Regions from separate parts of the Sus scrofa genome. Here region 2 is linked to region 1. A link is a contact called in public Hi-C data. All regions are on one chromosome and are shown on one strand. The core of a region is the stretch at or near the end of the contact, and the rest is flanking DNA. Distances in the headings are between cores, read along the strand shown. Region 1 holds the start of ZBTB20 (zinc finger and BTB domain-containing protein 20). Region 2 overlaps ZBTB20 (zinc finger and BTB domain-containing protein 20).

Region 1 (2,905 bases), core at 304-2,803:
AGCTAACTTTAGAACAGAACTTGTTTGAAAATATTGGGAGAATGAGTGGTCTCTGCTAATTTCCTTAGCTGAAATTTACACATGACCACGCAGTGAGAAAACTGCACTTTAGCGACATTTTGGCTTTTCTTAAGGGTAAGAAGTAGTTAATACAATTTTCACGTGTCTAGAAGATTAACAAGTTTAACTTTGCTTGGGCCAATGGTGATTTTTGAGGCCAGTACTTAACGAACAGGCTTTAATTACTTCCTGGTTCATTCAAATTTTTATTGGAAAACTGTCACCCTGCTACTGACCCCATTCAACTGGGTTCAGCGTTAAGAGATCAGCGGATTACCGTGCTAGGTAGCGTAGCTGTACGCCATATTGTGTTTTTCGCTAATGTTTATAGTTTATGTGTGTGCCTAGCATATGTTTGTGCAAGTGTGTTTATCAATATAACTTTTAGAAAATCCCTTCCTCCTGCCTCTTCAGCATCCTTAAAAAGGATAACAGCTTCGGGAGGGGCGGGGCATGAGGCGGGTGGTGGGAGGTGACCAGAACGCCACCCGGACAGAAATGCATTAAACAATGTAAAAGAGAGTGCGTTTCTTTTAAACTTTCAAAAAGCATCCAACCATTTTATCTCAGCTATGAAAAAGAGCAAACATATTTTAATATTTCCAAAGGGGCCCAAAGGAAGAGAGAAAGAAGGAAAGGTGTGTCTTCCCTTCCCAAGCCCCCTCCTCTACAGTCGCAGCAGCGAAGCAGGCGGCGGCCGGTAGCTCCCGCGTCTTGAGGGGCGTCCAGCGGCTCTGGGGCCAGGACCCCTCCCGCCCCCCAGTTCTCTGAAGACGCTCCAGAGACCGCCAGAGCCACGGCAAGTGGGGAAGGGCGAGGAGGGAGGGGACGGAAGACAAGCGGGCGCCTCTAGCAGCTCCTGAGCCCCGGCTAGTCCCCCTCAGCTCCTCTTCTTGGAAGCGGCAGCTCCAGGCGCGGGGAGTAGAGAGAAGAAGGCAGAAGACACGTTTCCAGCTGCGGGACGCCCCGCCCGCCCTAGGACCCCGGACCCTCCCGCGCTCCCTCCCTCCGCGCCTGGTCGGGCGAGGCCGCCGCAGCCGCTTGGAGCGAGGAGGGGCGCCCGGGGGAAGGGGGCGCGGAGGGGGGACGCCTGGGGGAGGGGGCGTTCGCTTGGCCCGCCAACGGCCCGCGAGCTCGCCACTCTAACTCGCTCCCCCAACCCCACCCCGCGCCCCTCCTTTCCCGTCCCGCCACCCCCAACTCCTAGCGCCTCGCAGACGCCTGGTCCCCCACGGCATGCACACACCCCTCCCTCCCGCCCGCCAGCCCCACAACAAATTAGAGTTTTTGGCGTTACCTCCTCGCGCTCTTTAATCTTCTTTCCTCAACTCCTAAACTTCCCCCGCCCCTACTTCTTCGGCAAAAAGCCCACATTGGCCGCCTCACGCCGCGAACCCTCTATCTTTTCCTACTATTCGGTTTCCCTAATGCCACTCTTGGCTTCAGTGAGCCAATAAGAATGGGACGCCCCTCGTGAAGTTGCCGCCCATAAACAAAATACACTCTTCCTCCTCCCCTCACCTGTCCCCGCCCCCATTGCCTCTTCCCTCATCTCTACCACCTTCGATTGGACTAGAAAAGGCCCAATCCGCTATCTCAGACACCCATTGGGGCACGGAAACTTCGCTCAGAGAACTGTTAACAGGCAATTGGTCAGCAATCTTCCCACTTCCCCCCCACCTCTGCCGCACATTCGCCCACTCTGGAGAGGTCAGTCATATCTCGTTGTTCAGTGATCCGAGAGATGGGATTCTATTGGTTGAGAGAGCCCGTCAGACCGGACTGGAGTGAGCCATGATTGGTCAACACAAACACGATCAAGTGTGGTTGTCTACTCCTCCGATCCTCCTTTTTTTCTCCACGCCCCTGCCCCCTCCCGCCTGCTTTTACTTTCTACGCATTTCTATTTCCTCCTTTATTTATTTATTTGTGATAAACTTAAATGACCCGGCGACGGAGGCGGGACTCGAGACGAGGACGAAGATGACGAGGGACGGCCGGGGGCCAATTGCCGAGGGGGCTGCCGCGTGAGGGGCAGCGGCGTTGGCCAGTGAGAGGCAGGTGTCTGGAGCGCTCTAGGCCTATGGAGCCGGGATGCCCCAGCGGAGGCGGCGGTTACCCGCTGTCTGGCGCGGCAGGCTGGCGGGGGGGTAGCCACGGGAGGCGAGAAGCGGGGTGTCTCTGTCGCCGACAGCTGAGGCGGCAGGAGAAATATGGATGAGGGGCGGTGTGAGAGAAAACGGGAGAGAGGGTCTGCCGAGGCGGCGGCGCTCAAGGCCACGCTGGGTCAGGCTTGATTCCTGAGGAGTGGGGTGCAGGTTGCCAAGCCGGGAGGTCACCAGAGGCCGCTGAAGCAGTGCCAGTGCTCAATGGGAAAATGTGTTCGTTCAGGAGGTTTAGAAAAATACTATGTAAAACAGTTTGGAGTAAGCTGCCCTTAATATAAATGAGGATATTATTCTAGCGGGAAAAGCAGATTACTAAACGCCTGAAGTACCTACGACCCAACCGGAGCCTACAAAATTGAATATCCTGAGGGGTAAACCGAAGGAACAAATAAAGCAACACGGAAAATTAAATGCGGGTCAGATGCTTCAGTAAAACCTTCATCCTCATCCATTTGTCACTCAACATAGCACTTCCCAGAGACATATTCTTACCAAGAGTTGGTCCAGTACCCAGGCATTAGGGGGAAAAAAAAAAAAAAAAAAAAAGAATGAAGCTTAAAGCCGGCAGGAAGCTCAGGAAAGATTCCTAAAAAGGACTAAATGAAAAAATAAATAAATAAATAAATCTGCAGAATAAAAAATTGCCATAATTAGGGAATTCAGAAATAATTTATCAC
Region 2 (2,905 bases), core at 273-2,772, 70 kb before region 1:
TTGCCATTGACCACTATCCCAACATTGTATCACTTTCCCAAAGAAAATATTTCAAAATTCCTATGGAAAACACTATACAATGGCCAAAAAATTTATGTGTAGTTCCATAATGACTTTTTCAGGGGAAATAACAACCTCTTTGGATTGTAATACCTATGTTTGTAGAAAAAGATGAAATAATTCTCAAATTATGCTCATCAAATAATTTTTGAACATTTGACTATGAATGTAATATAGAAAGAATATGAGACATTTGACTATTCAATATGATTAATGCTCAAGATGATATAAGCAACAATAGCTCTTTCTATAATCCCAGTGTTCAACCTATTGTCCAGCAGCTTCATAGGCCTATAGAATGGGGGTCAATTACATACAGCAATACAAGTGTGCACCCTACAGGTGTGCTAAGTAACAAGGGTCTAAGAGCTCTGTCTGTAGTGCATAATGCATATTGGAGAAGAAATGGTAGAGAACAGATTTTTAAATCTTCATGAAATAGAATTTTTAAATATTTTAATATATGACATCAGCATTAATATAAAATTTAAATGGAAGCAAAAATATACTGAATTTTATTTTAATTCAGTGTTATACAACATGCTCATAACTGAACAAAATTTAGTGGACATTCTCTGAGAAACTAAAACATGCTAATATAAATATTCTTAGCAAATGAAGTGTTAAAATTAAAAAATTAAAAAATAAATTACACGATAATAAAATAAGACCAAACACAATAAAAGGATACTTAAAGATGAGCAAGAGTTATTTCTAGTAATTGCCAACTTGTAACAATTTAAAGTAAAACTGAAATTACCATCTTTATGAAGATTTTGTGTAGACTTTGCATAGTTCAGTGATAATTATTATAGTACTATTTATGACTTGCAAATATTCTGATTTACCAGATTTATCAAACAAAATTAAAACATGGCCCTTACAAGAAAGACTACAGAGCTGAGGAAACAAAAATTTGAAAGCCTAAAAAAATAGTGGTTGCCTGTCATATCACAATAGCACTCTATGCTTTAAAAATATATTAGTTTTCAATTAGTAAACACTTAGATATTTGTTTATAGATCATTAATAGCCTAACATAATCTGAGAACCAAAAATTAAAGTATGTGCAACCACTGCCAAATGAAGATCAATTTGATTTTTATTTTTAAACCTCTAAATTTATAGATCAGTGAGGAAATGTGAGATTTATAAAAAAAAAAAAAAACAACTTACAATGATACTTTAAAGAATATATTGCATTAAGATAGACTCCTAAAGATGAGAGAAGTATGGAAAAGGAGGAGGCAGGAAATAAATAATCTTGGGTAAACATCAAAAGAACCACATCTATTATCAGTCTTCTGTGCTGCAGACAGCTTCGCAATGATCCATTGACATATGACCTTGAGAGAACTAGCAAAAAGTACAAAAACAGGTTGAGACTTAGAACCCACCTTCCCTCTCAAAAATGCTACATCACAAACTGCAAAGATTAGGTGGCCAAATTTCAACATCAAAGGTACACTTGGCATTTGATCCAGATCTGAGAAACATAGTCTTTGTTTTCCAATAAAAGCTAGTAAGCTGAGGTTTACTTAACTCTTTCCTGTTTTTGAGCTTCTCAAGGATTACTGAAATTGGAGACTACATATGAAAAAGATAGTTCATCATTTCCAAAAAGATATTCATCCAGATTGCCCTCCAATCCGTGAAATCTGAGATGCCTAAGGAGTCTTCTTTGTGAAAGTCTTATAAATATATCCAAAGATGGTGAGTCCCATATGGCTCTGATAAATGAAACCCGTTATTGTGAATTTCAAGCTCTTCTTTAAAACAAAACACTATTGGGTGGATTGGTGCTCATGAAATAAAGCACTAATTGCGTGGCCTAACAACACTCTGAATCCTCTCCCTAGCAGACATTTTAAGTTGTGCCAAATTGGTTTTGGGATGTGAACAAATATTCTGGAGCCAGACTCTCACATGCACGCACTACTCCCTGGAAGTAAGTTGGACACTCTTGGAAACTGCATTAACTCTTTCAGGCCACCAGGGAACCTAATGCTCACTAAGAGAAAAAAAAGTCTGCTTTTAAGATAAAAATAAGTCATTCAGTCCCAAGTCAAACTCAAGTAAAAGGTAAAAGAGCAAAAACTGATTTTTGGCCAGTTCAGCAAAAAAGTATCCATAGATATTAGATAGCCTCTATATCCCAATGGATGCTTACTCAAATGTATCCAGATAATCTTTCCCTATGTGTGCATAATTTCCAAGACATTAATAAGAGCTGTATGCATTCAAAAGAGGAGAATTCATTTCGAGCTTAATATGCCACATTTGCCTCTGGCAGAGTGATAAGAAACTTTTGTTTCTTTGGTAACCACTTTCACCATATTATAATAGAAAACTTATTGAGTTTATGTTTCACCACATGAAATACAATTCCTACGCTAGAATTTTTTCCTATGGTTGTCCCATCCTGGTTCAGAAAGATGCCTACAAACCTGGAACTGCATATTTAAATGGTAATTAATATAATCCCAGCTCTCTCTCTCTCTCATTCAAGTACAAGAGTTAATAAAAATACTTTTTAGAAATAAATGTAAGAAAAAATTTATAACTACCAGCTTCTTCCTTTTTTCTTTTTCTTTCAAGTACAAGAATTAATAAAAATACTTTTTAGAAATAAATGTAAGAAAAAATTTATAACTACCAGCTTCTTCCTTTTTTCTTTTTCTGTCTTTTTCTTTTTTCAGTCTTAATTTCTTCAGGAGCAAAGTAATATTTTTTTTTAGGAACACGTGTTACCTTTTTAGGGAATTTTAATTAAGCATTTTATTTGCAGTATACTGAAAATAGCATTTCCCCTTTTAGCTCACTGATAAATATCCTAGTTTATATT

The links. A called contact is a pair of places that touch in the nucleus more often than the background predicts.
Region 2: a Hi-C map of liver shows a contact between it and region 1, with 5 times the contacts expected there. The contact joins the enhancer-like site here to the promoter of ZBTB20 in region 1. A contact is called at or near these places in 1 of 5 promoter capture datasets (liver), 7 of 47 Hi-C or Micro-C datasets (fetal heart ventricle, liver, mesenteric adipose tissue and 2 more) and 2 of 2 datasets of contacts at active chromatin or transcription factors (alveolar macrophages and skeletal muscle).

The regions. Positions count from the first base shown.
Region 1 is chr13:144,854,469-144,857,373 of Sscrofa11.1, reverse strand. It overlaps ZBTB20 (zinc finger and BTB domain-containing protein 20), which reads right to left and starts at 1,553. Exons shown (of 10, transcript XM_021071270.1): 1 at 1,358-1,553.
Region 2 is chr13:144,924,493-144,927,397 of Sscrofa11.1, reverse strand. All of the region lies in intron 2 of ZBTB20 (zinc finger and BTB domain-containing protein 20), which reads right to left. Among named protein-coding and RNA genes, the nearest start is that of ZBTB20, 70 kb to the right of the region's middle. Within about 2 kb of position 1,522, at least 3 of the 83 cell types and tissues checked have an H3K27ac peak or open chromatin away from gene starts, as enhancers often do. A contact at or near this core is called in liver, where this site is marked.